Regions from separate parts of the Sus scrofa genome. Here region 2 is linked to region 1. A link is a contact called in public Hi-C data. All regions are on one chromosome and are shown on one strand. Each heading gives the region's core, a stretch centred on a gene start, on an enhancer-like site or on the middle of the called end of the contact. The rest is flanking DNA. Distances are from core to core; before and after follow the strand shown. Region 1 has its middle 690 kb from the start of INSC. Region 2 has its middle 620 kb from the start of INSC.

Region 1 (4,638 bases), core at 1,787-4,286:
ATACTAATCCTAATAAGGTTGACTGTCACGTCATCTAAACCTAAGTACTTTTCAAAAGCCCAATCTCCACATACCATATTATTGGGTGTTAAGGTACCAACATGAATTTTGGGGAACACAATTTAGTCCATAGCAAGTACCTACTCTGCCAGGCACAGCTCTAGATAACTGAAATGTATTAGTGAATAAAACAGACAAACACTCTGCATTTAGTGACTTACATTAGTGCATGTGTATGTATGAGTATTGAAGGGGGCAGAGAGGGGCAGTAATACAGGTAGACCTAATAAACAAATAAACTATTTTAGAAAACAAGAACCATCAAGAGAAAACAAAAATAGAGCTAGAGACAGCATGGGACTGTTCTGTATTTAAAAGTATGGTTAGGGAGGGCTCATTGAGAAGGTGTTATTCTAGCAGAAATGCTAAGGAGGGGAGGGTGGTCACCATACGGAATGGGGGAGGGGTATTGTCCCAGGCAGAGGGAACAGCCATGAAAAGGCCCTAAGGTGGGGACAGGCCTGGGGTATTTTAGTTAGGAGCCTGGGTGGCTGAGAGGAGGGGGCAACCAGGAGATTAAAAGAACAATGAGAGCTACACAGCAGGATCTCATTGGTAATCCATTCCAAGGGGGAAATAACAATGATAAATAAATAAATAAATAAAAAGAGAACAATGAGAAAGGTGATGGGTTCAGGATGATATCACCTTCATTGGCCACATGAGAGCTTTGGCATTTCCCCTGAGCGATGTGACAGACAGCTCACGGAGGGCTCTGTGATGGGGAATGGTGTGATCTCATGTTTTGGAAGGATCCCTCTGGCTGCTGCATTAGACCAGCATGAGACCTGGGCAACATTGTCCGTCCTGCAGTCACTCTCCAGTCGGAAGGGAAGACCCCCCAGCTCTGAGACACTGCAGATGTTTGGACTGTCATGGGATTCAGGGTTCTCCTGCAAGCCAGTGGGGGGGCGGGGCTGGCCCAGACTGCTTCTGTGGGGATGGTCTGTCCTGCTGGAGGAGATCAGATCCCACACTATGGAAATGAGACTGCATGGTTCACCCTCATGCTCTGTGGATTCAGATGCTGGTCTTGCCTCAGAAGCAAACAGATCCTTCTGCTGGGTCTTCGCTGCCTTTATCACAGAAGTCTTTATACTCAAGTATACTTTGTGCTGAAATTACTGGCTTTTTTGTTTGTTTTCCAAACTGACTCTGCAGAAATGGAAACTTCCTCATTTTTATTTTAATCTCAAGCTCCCAGCAGAGTGTCTTATACAACTAGGGTTTCATTGTATGTTTGCTAAGTGAAAGAATGAATAAACAGGACCTGTCCTCATCTGTTCAAATTCCTCTAACAAAATACCACAGACTGGAGGCCACGCCACATTGCTGAAGCCTAAACAATAGAAATCGAAGTTCCAGAGGCTTAGAAATCCATGATCAAGGTGCCAATAAGGTAAGTTTTATTCCTGAGGCCTCCTCTCTTGCCCTGTAGGTGACACCATCTCTCTGTGTCCTCACATGACTTCTTCTTTGTGCCTCTGAGGAAGGAGCAAGCTCTCTAGTATCTCTTCATATAAAGGCGCTAATCCCATCATGAGGGCCCCACCCTCATGAGCTCATCTAACCCATCTCCAAATATCATCACATTAGAAGGTAAGGCTTCAACATATCAATCTGGTAGGGATGCAGTTCAGTCCATAGCAGGGCCAAGGGGTGGATATTACAGGAAATTTCAGCCTATTTATGAAAAAAAGAAGTTCTAGCAGTCAGAGCTGTCTAGCAATGAAAGAGGCTATCTCCTAAAAGAGAGACTGCCCCATCACCAAGAGGTCCAAGCAAGGCTAGATAACAGTTTGGCAGAGTTATTGAAGACAATCCAGTGAAGGCTGAATTAGATCCACTGGAACACCATTCATTAATTAGTATCTTGTATAAGCTCCATTTTAAGAATGCAGTAAAAATACAAGGTTTCATCTGTGTGTACAGAGGGGAGCTTCGAATGCTTGGAACATCACATTTGATAGTAAGGATTTGAGGGTAACACTAACTTCACCTGACTTCATACTGTAGGTTGGATCATCTAAGAAAGCAACTAGAAAAAGAGAGATGGAGTCTAAAAAATTAGTATAAAGCTGATTGGAGGAAATAACTTAGACCTGTATCCACACTGGTTCCCTAATTCTCCCCCCTCTGAATTGTATTTCCCACCCAGTTCTGGTAGAGGTGGATGGATGATCACAGACCCTTCAGCTAGATTCCAGAGAACTCAGAAGGGCAGATCTAAGTGCTGGAGTCATTCTTCCTCATTTCATCTGGGCCTTGAGAGGCAATTAGGGGCTGGGGAAGGGGATGAGACTTTCCCCTCCTTAGGAATAAAAAGGGAATTCATTCGCTTAATGAAAAGTTGAGGATGAGGAGTCAGTGTACTGCCCCCTAAGCATTATGACTGCAACTAGATAGCAAATCAGGCCCTAAAAAAATGGGTCCTTTGCTGGTCCCCCTTGCCTGAGGCAGTCGAGTCCTGTGAAGGGTTAAAAGCAAGAGCTGTGCTTTTGTTTGATAGAGAAGAAAAGACTCCTAGGACTGAAGCTTTTACTTTAAGACACAATAAAAGACACTGACATGCTGTGTAAGCATTGTTCCTGGCTGTAGTTATTCCAATTATTTTTTATGTTTTCTCCTTAAATGAGAAACATATCAGACACTAACTCAAACACGGAGATACCTATTTATGCTTTAGAACAAACAGTTTAAGGGCATTATATACAGATGTCTAAATATTTAGAAAGTGTCTGTTTATGGGAGGAAAATGAAAAGTACCTGTTTTCATTTGAAGGATTTTATGCGAAATTTGCATGTTAAAAAAAGGCAGTCCCAGTGGCAAAGGGGTGTTAGGGATAAAAAATGTGTGCACAGGCGTGGGGGGGCGCACAGGTGGTGGGGTGGCAGCTGCCCTCAGCTGCCACATGTCCTGTCCTACCCTGACCCCAGAGTGGGAGGGAACCTGCAAGCTAAGGCTGGGGTGATGCTTCTCTTTACAGCAGGGCTATAAATAAACACCTTGAAGACATCAGGATGTTCCAATGACCCAACTCACAACTTTATCTTCTTTTCTGACACTCTTCTGAGCCTCAGAGAGACCTTTAAAGAGAAATAGAATTCTGGCCACTTTAGAAGTGTGTATTAAACTGGGAGATTAGTAAATGTCCCCAAAGCTGGGGCATCCCAGGAGCTCAGACGGAGGAGCTGAGGGATATGTGACACTTTATCTCACAGGGAGGCAGGTTTCAGCTCAGTTTAAGGTAGAAGAGAATGGGTGAAGAAGAAATATGTAGCTTTGTGGGGCAGTGAGGGCTCTGTGGCCTGAGGTGTTCTAATATAGGATAGCCTTTCATCAGAGGAGTCATAGAGGGCTGGCTGGACAGCAATGTATCTCTGGCCCTTTTGGTTTCAAGATTCTGAGACTATGTGATTCCGAGCAGCACAAGCTGCCCTCTCCTCTTCCAGGACTGTGTTTCCTAAGGGCATCCTTCCAACCCCTGGTGAGCTCCCTAGGCTGAGGTGTCCTCAGCAGCTAACTGGATCTGAGTGTAGCTGAAAAAGCCAGAGCTGTTTCTGGAGCAAAGGAATATGCTACCATGCAGTCCATCCCTTGGTGTCGCTCTGAAGCCCTCACTGCCATGTCTGACGTTCTACACTCCCTCTGGAAGGCACCTTCCTCTTGATCGACGTAGGGGAGGGTCTCCAACCTCTCATCCTCTCCAGATGTGGCAGGGTCTCATAGTGAGGGTTCTTAGCAGAATCATTTGCTTCCAGTCTTGTGAGGACCAGAGACCTGCAGCCCAGGGAGGGACCTGCAGGATTTCTGGACTTTATTTCTGTGCCCCATCAGAATTCAGCAACGAGGCAGGGCTGCTCATCAGAGAATTAGACAGCAATGGGGAAATGCTGAGATTCATCAAAGCCTCACTCAGTCCCTTTCCATCAACCAACCCTGCATCACGGTTTAGAGAAGGGCAAGGGGTACAGAGTTGAGCTCTGGAGACACCCTATAAATAGCTGGGGTATTTTACCAGAGGCTGCCAGTAAAGGCAGAACCTAAGGACTAGGGTCCCAGAGCTTACCAGATGGAGACATGTCTCAACATTGTCACATCCAGCCATACAAGCCTTGTGCCAGAAGAGACTGGCAGAAATAGTGGAGGCAGGAAAATAGGTGTAGGTTGGCAATTGGGGGAAGTGTGATGGAGGAGGACTTAGGCTGAGTTGGGAACTGTTAGGATCAGCAAGAAGTGCTGGTTAGATCAAGTGAAGAATAAGAGAGGTAGAAATGCGGTTTTAGTCTGAGATCTAAAATACTGTGTTCACGGTGTTCCCGTCATGGTGCAGTGGGTAACGAATCTGACTAGGAACCACGAGGTTGCGGGTTCGATCCCTGGCCTTGCTCAGTGGGTTAAGGATCTGGCATTGCTGTGAGCTGTGGTGTAGGTCGCAGATACGGCTTGGATCCCCTGTTGCTGTGGCTGTGGTATAGGCCAGCAGCTACAGCTCCGATTGGACCCCTAGCCTGGGAACCTCCATATGCCATGGGAGTGGCCCTAGAAAAGGCAAAAAAAAAAAAAAAGACAAAATA
Region 2 (4,694 bases), core at 1,485-3,984, 65 kb after region 1:
TGTCCAGAAAAGAAGAAAACTCTATTTCTAAAAGATACATGCACCTCAATGTTCATAGCAGCGATATTTACAATATCCAAGACATGGGTGCAACATAACTGTCCACTGACGGATGGATAAAAAAGATGTGGTACATATATAGTGGAATATTACTCATACAAAAGAATGAAATATTGCTATCTCCAGCAACACAGATGGACCTAGAGAATGTCATACTGAGTGAAGTAAGTCAGACAAAGACAAATATTATATGAAATCACTTATGTGTGGCATCTAAAATATAATACAAAGGAATATATTTACAAAATAGAAACTCACAAGCACAGAAAACAAACTTATGGTTACTGAACGGGAAAGGGAAGGAGAAATACATTAGGAGTATGAGATTAACAGACACAAACTACTGCATATAAAATAGAAAAATAACAAGAATTTACCATATAGCATAAGGAACTATATTCAATATCTTGCAATAATTTATAATGGAAAAGAATCTGAAAAAATAAATGTAACTGAATTTTTGATGTACCCCTGAAATTAACACAATATTATAAATCAACTATGCTTCAATATAAAAACATTTCAAATTAAAAAAATAATAGGATCCACCTCAATTTTGAGCTGGGGATTAAGTGAGATAAAGCCTGAGAGTGGTTGGCACAAAGCTTATATTAAGTAATGGTCAAAAAATCTGCTAAGGCACAAACAAGAACTGGAGGGCAGAGTGCAGGCGCCCCTGGAGCCAGCTGGTGTCTCTGTGCCAACAGCTGCCTGAGTCCTTCTGCAGCTTACTTTTTTTTTTTAGTGAAACTTTTTAAGAAAGGAAAATGTACATAGGCAATTCATGTAGCTTGGGGAATTTTCTCAAAGTATACACACCCATGAAACTGATCCTCAGATCAAGAAAGTGTTCCTTACATGTGTTTCAGGTCAACATATAGTCTCCTTTGGCTAGGGTAACCCCTTTCTGACTTCTAACAAACTGGGCTAGTAGTGTTTGCACCTGAATTTTATATAAATGGAATCATACAATATATACCCTTTTGCGTTTGACTTCTTTCAGTCATCACTGTTTGTGAGCGCCATCCAAGATGTTATAGATAGTTGTAATTTATTTATCCTTACTGCATGCACTCTTCTATGAATAAACCATATATTTTTTTAATCCAAGCTATGGTTGACGGGTTTTTGTGCATGTCCAGTGCTTAATTACTAGGAACAGTGCTCCTCTACCAATCTTAAACGTGGCTTTTGACAAATGCATTTCTTTTGGTTATGTGTTAGATCAAATCAAATTAACTTGCCATTTTTGTAGATCAAAAACAGCCAAATGTTGGCAATTTCATCTGGTTCAATATAGTACTTAGGCACAGAAAAGTTGGGTCATGTGACAACCTTAGCTGATACTGCCAGGGCTTTGGCAAAGGGGTTGCACCAACCTATACTCCCACCAGTGGTGCATTAGTTTCCAATTTTACAGCTCTTTAAACAAAGGCTACCCAGGTCCCTCTGCTGAGTCATAGCTGCCAACATCTGTTCTTATGGGCCCTTTTGAATCATGAATTCACAGTATTCTCTGTGTTTACTTCCCCTTGGGAAGGTCTTTTGATGATTCTAACCCTGACTGAGCTGCATTTTAACATGTGAACAATGTGTCTTTACGGAGGACGGTTGTGATGGTGGCAAAAGGAATCAAACTGAGAGGACAAGGAACAAAGGTGGTTTTCCTCCAAAGATAACCTTGGAGAGCCTAAGCTTGATTGATATTAAAGACGGTGACCTCTTCCTACACCAATAATTTTCAATTTGTGCTCAGATAGGAAATAGGAAATGAGAGGACAGGAGATAAAGCTCTTTCCTCTTGCCCGCATCCAGAGAAACTAGATATTTCCAGGCTGTTGGAATTGATGTCCATCCACCAAATGGAGGCAGAGTGGGAGACTTTTCTCCCTGAGCTTCACGCTCTTGGGCCTGACAGCGCGCATTTATCCATTAACAGTAGGCTCAGTGCCCGGCGCCCCTGGTACCTTTAGGGAGGGACTCACAGAAACATTTTAAATTCCTTTAACATCAGGAGGAAAAAAAAAATTTAGGTTGAAAGAAATGTCATTTCATAATATTAATATATTCCTCTTTATATTAATGTAGTTTTAAGATTTTTTTTTAATTTTTAAAGATTTTATGGAGGAAATTGCCCATGGAGACAAAAGTGCCAACCAGGACTCATGAAGGTTGTAATGAAACTCTGGTGCCTGGATCAGACAACCCACTAGCTAAACTCAGCAGTGTGGATTATCCAGATCCATTGGCCCTCTCTGTTCTGTTTCCCTTGGAAATGTCTTTGGTAGTTCTTTCCCTGCCTCAGTCACGCCCCGAGGATAAGGAAAAGAGAACTGGGTGCATATTTGAGCCAAACACCAAAAAGGGTTCACAGGGAAATTCTTCATTTCACTTTATGGCAAAGAATAGGGTAGCATCTAGAGGTCCCCTAGATCTGCATCCAGAATTGGGGTGAAATCTTCAGACATCATGATCACACTCCCTGAGGGGAAAGGGAGTGGGGGTTCTGGTGAGGACAGGACTACGTAATTTTCCGGATCCCAGTATAGGCAGAGTGATGCCTGGACCTCAGGCCTGCTTTAGTTCCTATCTGTTTCCTCTTTCTTCTTCCTCCCTGCAACATACACATACCCAGAGACTAATTTGGGGGCTGGAATCTGAGACATCCAGATCTTATTTCTTCCAAACATGTCTCTGTTGGGCTGGCCTTCAAGGAAATATAGAATGATGAATAGCTGTTTGCTGGCTGGAGGAATTTGGAAAGGACAAGCTATTTAAAGCCCTGAGAAGAACAACCAGGTTGGGAGTGTATCTTGTGTGGTATGGGGTGGGGGTGGGGGTGGGATAAAAGTGTCATTTTGCAAAAGACTCATTATTCAAAATATGTCCAACATGGACCTGATCTATTTTATTTCTATATTTCTACTTCAATTAAAGCAGAGAGGGAGATGAACAGGAAACCAATTTAGAAGAGTGAAAAAGAAAGCAGAGAGATGGATGCAGTCAGGAAGCCATGATTCTCCATGCTGCTCTGCTACAAATTTGCTGAGTGATCCATGAAAAAGGATCCAAGCTCTCAGAACTTCAGTTTCTATGTCTTCGAAAAGAAGTGACGAGCTAATCCTGCAGGTCTTCTCTGGCTTTCAAATTTTAGCACATAGTAGGTGCTCCAACAGTAATTATGAGGGAGTGAGTGTTTGTGGCTGGACCAAGGTCACACAGGTGTGAAACCTGCCAGCGGAGGTGATAAGTGCCTCAACAATAGTGGCAAGTCCAGGAAGCTGAGCCCATCTGTAGACAGCATTTGCACCGCCATAAAAATAGCATAACAAGATGATATTGAAATATCCTACTATTTAACTTAATAATTTAAATGTTTGCCTAATGAGGTGGACTTGATTGGATTAGGGCATTCACAATTAATTTTGATAGATCATTTTACACATTGGTGTTGCATTCTTCTGAACCAGGAGGTGGAACGGAAGTGCAAAATGTTTACGTTCAAATGAGCATGTGATTTTGCAAAAAACATTAATCCCAGATCATGCACACTAAGTCAATTTCAGAAATGGCTTCTAGATATATTATTAGAAATTGCTCTTCAAATATAAAAAGCTTGTAATAGAGTTCTGTCCATTTTTCCTTTGGCTGATGGAAGTTGTTTTATAAATATGCCTATGATATGATGTTTTCTTCATCCAAGCCTTTTGGTACTAATTGCAACTTTTTAAACAGTGTAAGTAGTAGCTGTCATGAGCACTTTGAATCCTATTACAAATACCTATTTCTGAACAATTTCACGTTTAGGGAGGCATTCTTTCTTCAAATTTTTTAACTATGTTTTTCCCCTATTTTTTGAAAAGCACTTGAATTGGAAACTGTGCACCTCCCCCTCCCCCACTTTTTTAGTTAAGGGAATGATCGTGTTATGTAATAGGAAAGTGGCTCCAGTCCCCAACTTTATCTACCCCCTCAAAAATCAAAGAGCCAAGCGTGGTCACATCTGCCCTCAAAGTCAGGAATAAGCAAGGCAAATGACTTTGGGAAAGACAGATTGAAATGAGGCTAATCACTTCTATCCCAGAGATCCAGGAAAACACTTTCCTCAGTACCACCGCTGTCAGATCAGAATTCCATCTCTGTTTTTTATCAGAATGCTATCTGATGTAAGGTGTCCATGGGTAATATGCTTTTTGGAGAATTCTCTGTGTCTCAATACCCTCCTCTGAAAAAAGGAGATAAATTGCCCTAACCAGTGATAGATGAAGCTGTCAGCTGTGGAAACTTTTGGTGAGAGTAGGCAGTGGTAGAAGCAAAGCTTTGATACTGGCTGACCACGGATCAAATCCTGGCTTTGCTCTTATTAGCTGGATTAAATCCTGGCTCTGCTCTTATTAGCTGGTTCCCTTAGGAAAGTTACTGACCCTTTCTGAGACTCAAATGCTTCATTTAGGAAAGGGGGACAATCACACATATTGAGTGAAACATCATAATACATGTTATGAAAATTACATGCCACATCCCTGAAGCATGCTAGCAGCTCAGCTAATTTAGTTTCCTTCTCCTAATCTCCTCCTCTAGGAGGAAAGCAGTCCCAAATTCAAGGTACCACTGCCATTTTAGTTTCCTGGTGT

The links. A called contact is a pair of places that touch in the nucleus more often than the background predicts.
Region 2: a Hi-C map of skeletal muscle shows a contact between it and region 1, with 2.7 times the contacts expected there. The contact joins two enhancer-like sites. A contact is called at or near these places in 1 of 5 promoter capture datasets (liver), 3 of 47 Hi-C or Micro-C datasets (liver and skeletal muscle) and 1 of 2 datasets of contacts at active chromatin or transcription factors (skeletal muscle).

The regions. Positions count from the first base shown.
Region 1 is chr2:43,326,730-43,331,367 of Sscrofa11.1, forward strand. No RefSeq gene overlaps it. Among named protein-coding and RNA genes, the nearest start is that of INSC, 690 kb to the right of the region's middle. Within about 2 kb of position 3,037, at least 2 of the 83 cell types and tissues checked have an H3K27ac peak or open chromatin away from gene starts, as enhancers often do. A contact at or near this core is called in skeletal muscle, where this site is marked.
Region 2 is chr2:43,392,092-43,396,785 of Sscrofa11.1, forward strand. No RefSeq gene overlaps it. Among named protein-coding and RNA genes, the nearest start is that of INSC, 620 kb to the right of the region's middle. Within about 2 kb of position 2,735, at least 5 of the 83 cell types and tissues checked have an H3K27ac peak or open chromatin away from gene starts, as enhancers often do. A contact at or near this core is called in skeletal muscle, where this site is marked.